Regions from separate parts of the Macaca mulatta genome. Here all the other regions are linked to region 1. A link is a contact called in public Hi-C data. All regions are on one chromosome and are shown on one strand. Each heading gives the region's core, a stretch centred on a gene start, on an enhancer-like site or on the middle of the called end of the contact. The rest is flanking DNA. Distances are from core to core; before and after follow the strand shown. Region 1 holds the start of MYO9B (myosin IXB). Region 2 holds the start of ABHD8 (abhydrolase domain containing 8). Region 3 holds the start of ANKLE1 (ankyrin repeat and LEM domain containing 1).

The links. A called contact is a pair of places that touch in the nucleus more often than the background predicts.
Region 2: a contact with region 1 is called in a Hi-C map of cortical neurons, with 3 times the contacts expected there. The contact joins the promoter of ABHD8 here to the promoter of MYO9B in region 1. A contact is called at or near these places in 2 of 14 Hi-C or Micro-C datasets (cortical neurons and fetal cortex germinal zone).
Region 3: a Hi-C map of fetal cortex germinal zone shows a contact between it and region 1, with 4 times the contacts expected there. The contact joins the promoter of ANKLE1 here to the promoter of MYO9B in region 1. A contact is called at or near these places in 5 of 14 Hi-C or Micro-C datasets (CD4 T cells, cortical neurons, fetal cortex germinal zone and 2 more).

The regions. Positions count from the first base shown.
Region 1 is chr19:17,555,198-17,558,744 of T2T-MMU8v2.0, forward strand. MYO9B (myosin IXB) reads left to right here and starts at 1,615. Exons shown (of 40, transcript XM_077978240.1): 1 at 1,615-1,712. It overlaps HAUS8 (HAUS augmin like complex subunit 8), which reads right to left and starts at 1,500. Exons shown (of 11, transcript XM_015123248.3): 1 at 1,243-1,500. The coding sequence starts at 1,271.
Region 2 is chr19:17,789,590-17,793,136 of T2T-MMU8v2.0, forward strand. It overlaps ABHD8 (abhydrolase domain containing 8), which reads right to left and starts at 1,887. Exons shown (of 5, transcript NM_001265784.1): 1 at 1,697-1,887; 2 at 1-110. The coding sequence starts at 102. All of the region lies in intron 1 of DDA1 (DET1 and DDB1 associated 1), which reads left to right.
Region 3 is chr19:17,767,680-17,771,226 of T2T-MMU8v2.0, forward strand. ANKLE1 (ankyrin repeat and LEM domain containing 1) reads left to right here and starts at 1,705. Exons shown (of 11, transcript XM_077978275.1): 1 at 1,705-2,082; 2 at 2,157-2,309; 3 at 2,745-2,850; 4 at 2,961-3,099; 5 at 3,318-3,547. The coding sequence starts at 1,859. All of the region lies in intron 1 of DDA1 (DET1 and DDB1 associated 1), which reads left to right.

The DNA.
Region 1 (3,547 bases), core at 365-2,864:
CTAGTGGGAAGAGAAGGGATCCAGGAACAGACACCAGCAACACAGGAGGGGCAAGTAGTGGGGGGGGCAAGTGAAGGGGCAGGACCACGCCCAGGGCACTGTAACTCCTGCTCCCATCACCAAGGGCGGCTCCACTGGTCCCTGCGGCCACCTCCTCTGAAGCGGGCTCCCAGGACCCCAAAGTGAGACCCAGGCAATGCTGGGGACACTTCCAGGCCACCGTGGGGAGAGGCAACTTAGTAAATGTTCGCCAGGTGCCAGGAGTTGTGGTCGCCCACAGGCTCCTCCTAACCCGACAGCTTCCTAACGGTTCACACCTGCTTTTACCTCCTTTTTCCTCGCTGCAAAACAAAGACACACAGGTCTTACATAGGTCACCCTCGGGGCAGTCTCAGAGCCAGAAAGAGACAAGAGCACAGATTCCCTCTGGGGACTGAGCTAGGGCTGTGGCCTCAAACCGAATGGGCTCCTGGGTGAACCTGCTGCGACCAGAGGGGGGTCCCTACAACCTGTGCGAACCTCAGGTACACCTGTACCTGGGAAGTGCTACTGTCAATCTATCGGTTACGGCCAAGGGGCGGTGGAGTGATTCCTCTTGCTGTCCAATTTCACTTCAGTTTGCACCTGGCACGATCAACACTGGCAGAATTAACAAAACTAGAAAAATACAGCCTCAGAATCACTCATGCCTAGCTCTCGGTCACTATTCAACTTCTTTCTTGCTCATGGGGTGTTACCCTAGGCAAGTCACTTCCCCTTGCTGGGTCTCCATCATCTCCCCAGTAAACTGGGAGCACAGAATAAAGCTCATGGGAGGATTAAAGGGGATACTTTGGTCGCCCACCACTTGTTCACCGCATAACGGTAATTCCAAGAGCGACATCACAGTAAAGACCCAGGCGCCGATCTAAGCGCGTTTCAGCCTCACACGACGCCTACGAGGTTCAGCTGCGTCATCGGCCCCATTTCGTAGCGGAGGAAGCGAAGCACCGGGCAGTCAGGCTGCTTGCCCGAGGTCGCCCCGCGTCCCAGCCGAGGACGCGGAACTCGGGGCCGGTCGGGTGTCCGCGCTCCGGAGCATGCGCAGAGGCAGCACGCCATCGGGGTGTTCAGGGGCCCGCGCAGTTTCTGGCGGGGTCGAACCCCAACTCACTCCGAGGGTCCCCACTCCCCAACTCCGCTGCCCATCCTCTCCAGCCCTCTGGCGTCTACAAATCCAGACCTGCGGGCGCCTCAACTCACCCAGCGCCGCGCCCCGAGGAATCCGCCATTTTCCCGCCTTCCACCTCAAGGCCCGACCCGCCGGCTTTTCAAAGCCGGACCCGCCCACTTGCTTGCGGGTCGGACCATTTGTGGAGCCTCAGGAGGGGTGGCTGCCAGGCGTAGGGCAGCGTCGGCTAAACGCGGAGAGCGCGGCCCCTGCCTGTCTTCCCCTCGCGCTTGGTCTCGCCCACCATCGGCGGTAGGGGGTTGTGGTGGTGGGTGGGGCCTGAGCTGTCGGAAAGTAGGGGCGGGGCTTTTCGTGATATCCCGCCCCCTAGGCGCGCTGGCGTCACGCCCCCGTCCCCGCCCCTCCGGAACCCGGAAGCGGGAGCGCGCGGGGGAGCGGCGGGCGCGGCGGGGCGGAGCGGTCGGAGCAGCGGCGGGCTGGCAGGCGGTCGTCCGGCCGGGGACCCGGCCCGGGACCGGCGGCGCGCGGCGGCCGAGGCCAGGTGAGTTCCAGGCGGCCTCGGGTTGGCGACTCGAGCTCGAAGCCTGCCTGTGGGGGCTGCGCAGAAGAGGGACGGAGCTGAGGGCTGATGGGGGACGCGACGGCAGGGGTCGAGGGGGCGGGAACGAGCCTAGGGGTCTTGGAGAGGTTGCTGGGGATGAGTTGGAAGCGAGATGGTGAAGGAGAAAGTGGATGGAGATGGAGCTGGTGAGGGAGTTCGCGGGCGTGGGGGGGGGGGTGAGTCTTGTGGCTTTGAGCAGCTTCTCTGAAGAGGACGTGGCTTAAGTGGTAATTGGGGGGTCGCAGGAAACGGCGTTGTGGGGAGGCAAGGAGGCGGGAACGAGAGGCCCAGGCTGGGGGAGTGGGCAAGGCCAGTGGCGGGACAGCCGGGGTGCGGTTGGGGGGAAGGGGTGCGAGACCAATCTGGGGACGTCTGCCCGCGCGATTGAAGGAAGGGTGTCTGAGAAGAGGGCGGCGCCTGGCCCCCAGTGGGCGCTCAGTGAGTGCGGGGGGTTCTGAACTAACTGATGCGGCAGCCGGCTATTGGGAAGCGGGGAAATGGGAGCTGAAAAGGAAGTAAACGGAGTAGAAGTCATGGTAAGAACTAAGGGTAGGCTTAGGGAGGGAGGGCCAGGAGAGGAGGGAAGAGAAGGAAGGGGTTAGAATGGCCCCGTGCAGATAGATGTTGAGGTGCAGCTCCTGGAGATTCCGTCGCGCCCACCCTCCCCTCTTGATTCATGTCCTTCCTGACTTCACACTCAACAGCTGGGTGACCGGGGACGTGTCCCAACACCCTCTGTGCCAGTCTCCTGGTCTTGGAAAAGGCACCACCCTCCCTTTAAGACAGGGCTAGCGGGATTCTGGGATTCCCTCGATCCAAGGAAGAGACCTCAGGGCCGGCTGTGAGGCCGGAACTGTTTTTCAGGAGGGAGTGTGCATGCACCCTCATGTACAGGACTGTAGCCACCTCCGCAGAGCTGCATCCTTGGACTTAAATGGGTAAAACGACATACAGGAAATCTGTCCCCCGGTTGCTCTGAGCTCAGCCCTGGAGAGGCACGACAGCCACCAGTCCTCCTTTCTTTCCTGGGCACCCTGGAGGCGAGGGGTCTTTAAGGGAAGGCTTCTCTGTGCCTCTGTCTGAGGTGGGAGCCGGTGGGGACTCTGTGTTTTGCAGCCAGAGGGTCCTAACTCGGTTTGTTTTTTGGTGTTGGAGTCTTCAGAATCTTAGGGTGTCCAGGAGCAGCTGGAGGTGACCTGGGAGACAGGAAAGTTATTCACATCTGACAGGCCTGACTCTTGTGGCCCTGGCAGGGACTTTGTGCAGGGTGCTTTCTCCCCTTTCCCAACTGTAGGGATCTTAATCTGGGATCGGCCAGAAGGGCTGGGGAACCCCAGCTTATATTTAGTTGATAGCTCATTCAGGAGATGAACCTGGGTAGTTGGAATATACAGAGGGCCACAGAAAGATAAGTACCCCCTTCACTTCCAGAATATCCTAGCCTTTAGGAAAGGTGGCTTTGGCCTGGCTTGCCCCAGGACATGCAGTGACAGCCCACAGTCATGCCTCCTGCAGACATTGAACTGTGGGCTTGCCCTGGCCAAGACACCCCAATGAACAGGACCGGGATCTTCTGATCCCACAGCCCTGCGATCACCTCTTCCTGCCACTAGAGAATGGCCAAGCAGGGTCTTGTGGAGGAAGCACTGTGTTGGAGATCCTGGCTTTGCTCAAGTCTCTGTTCCTATTTCTGCCCTCTCACCTGCAAAATGAATGAATTGACCTCCATCAGCGTTTTTCAACGTGAAACCCAACTCTTCTCATCACTGTCTTGT
Region 2 (3,547 bases), core at 637-3,136, 230 kb after region 1:
GGTGTAGCCATCGCTGGACTCGACGCTCTCCAATGGCCCCACGGCGTTGGGGGGCGTGCCCAGCAGGCAACAGAAGATACCGTCGGTCACCCCGGTCAGCATGGTGTGTCCTGTGAGTGGGGACAGCAGCCAGTTCAGGTGCTGTCTCAATGAGAACCCTCTACCCTGAGCGTTAGCAGAACCCTTGTAGACTCCAGTTTGGGGAGTGCCAGAGCAAGTGAGCCATGGCACTGAGGGGTGTGTGTGTGTGTGTGTGTGTGTGTGTGTGTGTGTGTGTGTCTGTGTGTGTGTTTGAGACCGTCTCACTTTGTCATCCAGGCTGGAGTGCAGTGGCAGTATCTCGGCTTACTGCAACCTCCCCCGCCTGGGTTCAAGCGATTCTCCTGCCTCAGCTTCCTCAGTAGCTGGGATTACAGGCAGGTGCCACCATGTCTAGCTAATTTTTGTATTTTCTGTAGAGATGGGGTTTCACCATGTTGGCCAGGCTGGTCTTGAATTCCTGACCTCAAATGTTCCGCCTGCCTCGGCCTCCCAAAGTGCTGGGATTACAGGTGTGAGCCATCCTGCCCTGAGATGTTTGGTCTGGGCAGTGCCTTTGTGGTAGTCAGACACCCTCCTGGGCCACCTAGTCTATCCTCAGAAAGAGGTGGCTATGGCTTACCCCATAGGGTGTCCACAGGGAAGGTGGTGGGGTCTGGTGGGGGATGTTCCTGGAGAAGGGGACATTCTGGCAAACATGGACCAGCCTGAAGACACCCCCTCCCCACAAGCTGGAGTTTATACCATTTATGGCCTCCTAAGTCATTCATTCAGGTATACACTAACTTACTCATTCAGGTATGCACTAACTCACTAACTCATCCAGGTATACACTCACTAACTCACATATCCCCATGGCCTCCTAAGGCATCTAAAATGTGCAAATCTTTGGTGAGCCCCCAGTGAGACTCCTGGCTCTGAATCTGACTCCTGAAAGATGAGGCCCTGGGAGAGGGGGTTGGGAACTGAGCCACAGAAAGCCTTGCTTAGCTCCTCTAGACCGGGGTGAGCCGGGGTCTGTTTCATAGAGGGCCAAGCTGAGACCCAGATACTCTGAGAGGAAGCTAGACTCTGAACTTCCTCCTTGGCACTCTGGATTCTGGGGATCTGCTACACAAGTCCTCGGAGGTGGAGAAGAGGATGGGAAAGGCAAGGCCCTGGCTGGGGGCCTCCAAGCCTCCATCCCACTCCTTGGGCCACCCCCGCCCCCGTGTCCATGGCAACCACAGGCGGTTACATAACCTAAGGGGGGATACCCGAGCAGTGCACCCCCATTGTCTAGGTGTCTAGGGCCTGGAGATGGGGCCAACTGCCTGCCTGCCCCCTACCCCAGGTTGGGCGCCGCTAAGGTAACGCACGCCCGAGACTGAGCCCGCAGTGGCCCCAGACATACTGGGGGAGAAGCAGACTGTGCCCCGCACCTCGAGTGGGGCCCTAATCCCGGATTGCAGAGGGCAACGCACAGGCGCCACCCCAGTCCCGCTTCCCCGCCCCTGGCCCCCGCCTTCCAGGTGTTCGTCATTCCTGCAGGGGGGTCGAGCCCACTGGGGCTCCGTGGCTTCCTAGGAGCCCAAACGCGGGGTTGGTGGACACCACTCCTCCGAAGTGGAGGCCCCGGGGCTTCGATCTCTCCTTTTGGGGCCCGCTCCCCGCTCACCTCATCGAGGGCCGCGGGGCCCGGGTCGGGGCGGAGGGGTCCCAGGCGGAGAAGCCAGCGTCCGCCTGCTGGCGCCGTTTACATGGTGGCGCGGGGTCAGGCCGGGTGCGTCTACGCGGGCGGGCACTGGCCCCCGGCGGTCAGCACAGGGGCATCCCGCGGCCGCGGAAAGAGCCGGCCCTTTAAGTTCCTCCCCCGAGTAGGCGGAGCCATGTGCCGACGGGCGGGCACTTCGGCCTATCGCAGCTGCGGATTGACCTGGCCTAGTTACAAGCCCAATCAGAGGCGGCAGTTCCGGAGAGGAGGCGGGCTCTGGGAGCAACAACCCCGCCCCTTTGGTGGTGCACCGAGGTTGCGGGAGGATGGGGCCTGGCTCAAGGCGGAGAAGGGGGTTGCAGTCTAAAGTCTGAGGGACGCCTGGGAGTGCGCGGCCGGGGCCCTCTCTCTGCAAATGGGTCTCCCAAGCCCCTGCCTCCCAGCCCCTGCCTCCGAATTGTCCTGTTCCTCTCCAAACGAGGCTCCCACACTCTTCTCTCCGTATCGACCTTTCCATTCTAGAAGCAGAGACTCCAAGATCTTTTTCCAGTCTCCAGTGGGGAAACTGAGGCTCATAAAGGGCACAAGAACATAAATCAAGCAAGGGGCAAAGCTGGGACTTGAACCCAAGGCTGTGTAATTCCAAGCCCTGGGAACCATTATTTGCTAACCTCCCTCACCCCACCCCCATCCCCTGCACCCCTTTTTTTTTGGTAGGGACGAGGTCTCGCTATGTTGCCCAGACTAGTCTCGAACTCCGGGCATTAAGCAATCCTCTCGCCTACGGCTTCACCAAAGGGCTGAGATTACAGGCGTGAGCCATCGTGACGGGCTTCTCTAAAGCTTTCAAGGAAAGTCTTAGAGCTGTGGGTAATTAGAGAGTTTGAATTTCATAATCAGCCGATTTAACCTATGGCTGCCATGGTTCTGAGGAGGGCTGATAGCAAGAGGCAGGCATCCCAGCTCTGTGGTGCCGGCGGGGCCACGGTAGGCCCTCGGGAGAGCTCAGGTCTCAAATCCAGCCTCTGCCCTTTGCTGAGGTGTGACCTTGGGCAAGTTACTTCACGTTCCTGAGCCTCTGTTTATTTCTTTATGAAATTAATCCTCTCATAAGTTTACTATGCAGGTAAAGCACTCATCAGTGTCATGCATATAACAAGTGCTCCATATATTATGGGCGTTATTGTAGTGGTGATGTTTTGCTAAATGATGCTACAGGTAGGATGGGCTTCGGGGGACGAGGGGTTAAATGCTCCTTGCTGCTTGGCCACTCCCATCCCCTGGAATTTGCTGCCAGAGCTGGATTCCGTCCAGACACCTACTCTTGCCCACTAAGGGCACTTCTGGGAGACTATACAGTTTATTCATTTAGCAAGCACCTCTCTGTATCAACCCCAAGCTGGCACTTGTAGGGATACAGCCCCAGGCCCCTGGCCCTTGAGAAGCCCCTGAACTTGGGAGAGAGTCAAGGGAAGGCAGCTGGGCCAGAAGAATGGACAGCGGTTGAGAGAAGAGGACTCCAATTTTTTTTTTTTTTTTTTTTTTTGAGAAAGGATCTCACTCCGTTGCCCAGGCTGGAGTGCATTGGCGCTGTCATTGCTCACTACAGCCTGGAACTCCTGGGTTCAGGGAATCCTCCCACCTCACCTTCCGAGTACTTGAGGCTATATGTGGTTGCTACCATGTCCCCAGGCTGGTCTCAAACTCCTGGTCCCAAGGGATCCTCCCTCCTCAGCCTCCCAAAATGCTGGAATGACAGGCATAAGCCACACCTCACTCAGCCCTTGAAGGAGAGGAGAGGATTTTTAAAGGGCG
Region 3 (3,547 bases), core at 455-2,954, 210 kb after region 1:
GCAGATGGGACACCTAAGACTCAGAGGTCCAGCCCTCCAAAATACTGAAGTCCTAGTTGCGCTGGATTGAAAATGGGCAACACAGAACGAGGGCTGGAAATTTTTAAAAAGATTGTTTTTAAAGACAGGGTCTTGGCCAGGTGTGGTGGCTCATGGCTGTAATCTCAGCACTTTGGGAGACCGAGGCGGGCGGATCACAAAGTCAGGAATTCAAGACCAGCCTGACCAACATGGTGAAACCCTGTCTTTACTAAAAATACAAAAATTAGCCAGGCATGATGGTGCATGCCTGTAATCACAGCTACTGGGGAGGCTGAGGCAGGAGAATCGCTTGAACCCGGGAGGAGGAGGTTGCAGTGAGCTGAGATCACACCACTGCACTCCAGCCTGGGCAACAAGAGCAAAACTCCGTCTCAAAAAAAAAATAATAATAATAAATAGGCCGGGCGCGGTGGCTCACGCCTGTAATCCCAGGGCTTTGGGAGGCCGAGGCGGGCGGATCACAAGGTCAGGAGATCGAGACCATCCTGGCTAACACGGTGAAACCCCGTCTCTACTAAAAATACAAAAAATTAGCCGGGCGCGGTTGTGGGCGCCTGTAGTCCCAGCTACTCGGGAGGCTGAGGCAGGAGAATGGCGTGAACCCGGGAGGCGGAGCTTGCAGTGAGCCGAGATCGCGCCACTGCACTCCAGCCTGGGCGACAGAGCGAGACTCCGTCTCAAAAAAAAAAAAAAATAATAATAATAATAATAATAATAATAAATAAATAATAAAGACAAGGTCTCTGCCTGTAATCCCAGCAGTTTGGGAGGCTGAGGCAGGCAGATCACCTGAGGTCAGGAGCTCGAGGCCAGCCTGGCCAACATGGTGAAACCCCATCTCTACTGAAAATACAAAAATAAGCCGAGCGTGGTGGCACATGCCTGTAATCCCAGCTACTCAGGAGGCTGAGGCAGGAGAATAACTTGAACCCGGGAGGCAAATATTGCAGTGAGCCCAGATTGCGCCACTGCACTCCAGCCTGGGCAACCGAGTAAGATCTGTTTCAAAAACAACAACAACAACAACAACAACAAAAAACAAACAGACATGGCCTCACTCTGTTGCCGAGGCTGGTCTCAAACTCCTGCACTCACAAAAAGAAAGGAAAAATAACAACAAACTAGTAGCCTCAAGCGATCCTCCCGCCTCAGCCTCCCAAAGCACTATGATTAAAGGCCTGAGCCGGGCCCTCGGCCTGGGGGTTGGAAATTGAAGCCTCTATTTTATGTATGTATGTATGTATGTATTCATTTACTTGTTTATTTTCTGAGACAGAGTTTTGCTGTGTTGCCCAGGCTGGAGTGCAGTGGTGTGATCATGGCTCACTGCATCCTCGAACTTCCGGGCTTAGGAGATTCTACCAACTTAGCCTCCCAAGTAGCTGGGACCACAGGCGCAAGCCACCACGCCCGGCTAGTTTTTTGTATTTTTTGTAGGGACAGGATTTATCCAAGTTGCCCAGGCTGATCTCGAACTCCAGAGCTCAAGCAACCCTCCTGCCTGGGCCTCCCGAAGTGCTGGGATTACAGGTGTGAGCCACGGTGCCTGGCCTAAGCCTCTCATAAGGCCGTGCGCCCTCTCAGAGGCCACCCTTGCAGAAGATTCCCTGAGACTTAAAGACCTGGGGCACCCCGGACTTTCCTAATCGTAGCTCCACCCACTCGAGGCGGGTGCCTCTGCGTTTCCCGTTTTTAAATGAGATAGTGGCACACCCGGTGGCATCCTCCCGCCCGGGCTCTTATCGGCGGTCCCAGCCCTGCTTGAGCGCCTCCGGGTGTCACGGGCCTCTGCGAACACCAAAGCTCTCGAACCCCGATGTGGACCCCGGTGCGACGCGGGGCAGCCTGGCTGGGAACCCTGCTCAGCCCCGGAGAGGGTCCCCATGAGCCGAGGGGCGGAGCGGCGCATGCCCACAAGTCAGCCGCGGGAAGTAGGAAATCGACCCGACAGGCGGTGCGCTTCGGACCCCACCAGGGCATGTGCTCCGAGGCCCTCCTGGCTCGCAGGTTGCGGGCGGCGCTGCGGGAGGAGGAGCCGTGGTGAGGGCGGGGCCGGGGGCGGGCCAGGAGTGGGGGTCTTTGACCCGAGTCCACTCTGACCCCGGTGTTTGCAGGGCGGTAGAGGAGCTGCTGCGCTGCGGCGCGGACCCTAATTTGGTGCTGGAGGATGGCGCAGCTGCTGTGCACTTGGCTGCCGGAGCCCGGCACCCGCGCGGCCTGCGTTGCCTCGGGGCCCTACTGCGCCAAGGCGGGGACCCCAACGCTCGGTAAGGTAGAGCCTGGGTCCGGGGCGGGGTCTCCCCAAGCCGAAGTCTGGGAATCCGGGAAGGGGCGCCCCACCATCCCGGGCCAGGGCCTCGGAGCCCGAGGGTGGGGTTTGGGGGAGTCTTGGGGAGGGAACTTGGGGGTCTAAGGGCAGGGGCTAGGGCTCGAGGGAGGCGCTGGGGCCCCAGACCGAGGGCGGGGAATGGGGCTGCGCTAGGACCAAGGGTTTGGATCTTGTGGTGGAGCCTCCAGGGTCAGACGGGAGAGGTTTGGGTCCTGGCCTGAGGTCATAGCATCTAGGTTCCAAGGGCAGTGTCCCAGGGTGGACAGTGGAGATCAGGGGGCCGAGAACAAAGGCTCCCGGTCCCCAGAGCGGAGATCGGGGTTCCTGCCGGGAGGCTGAGTCCGCAATGACCCCTCTTGCGCTGCCGCCCCAGATCTGTCGAGGCATTGACGCCGCTGCATGTGGCCGCTGCCTGGGGCTGCCGCCGCGGCCTGGAGCTGCTGCTGAGCCAAGGAGCAAACCCGGCGCTGCGCGACCAGGTTGGGAGGCACTGCGCGGGCAAAGAAAGGCTGGGCGAGCCCAGAGGGAGGGAGGGAGGGAAAGAAGGTAAGAGGGCCTCGAGCGCCCCCTGCTGACCGCGCCCCTGTAGGACGGACTCCGGCCGCTGGACCTGGCCCTGCAGCAGGGGCACCTGGAGTGTGCGCGAGTCCTGCAAGATCTCGACACGCGGACCAGGACCCGGACCCGGATCGGGGCAGAGACCCAGGAGCCCGGGGCTGCACCTGGCAGTGAGTAGGGCCTGCAGGGCTGCTGGGGCTTGACTTCTGGACCAGTCCCTGGCATCCACTGTCTCCCCCACCCCGCCTATTGGTTCTGTCTTACGTCCACTCTCTGTGGCCAGCTTTTTCGGCCTCAGACATTCCTATCTCCTTTTTATGTCTGATCTTATTCCCATCGCTGTCTCATCCCTCCTCCTCTCCTCTCTGACCCCCACTCTCACCTGCAGCTCCAGGCCTCGCTGGATCTCCTGATGAGATGCTGGACTCCATAGCACTCCAAACGCAGCCATGCAGAGGTGACAACAGGGACATGGGCTTGGAGGCTGACCCAGGACCCCCCAGCCTCCCTGTTCCCCTTGAAATTGTGGACAAAGATGGGAGCTCAGCGTCCCCTCCAGGGCACTGGGATTACAGCTCAGATGCCTCTTTCATCACAGCGGTTGAGGTCTCTGGAGCT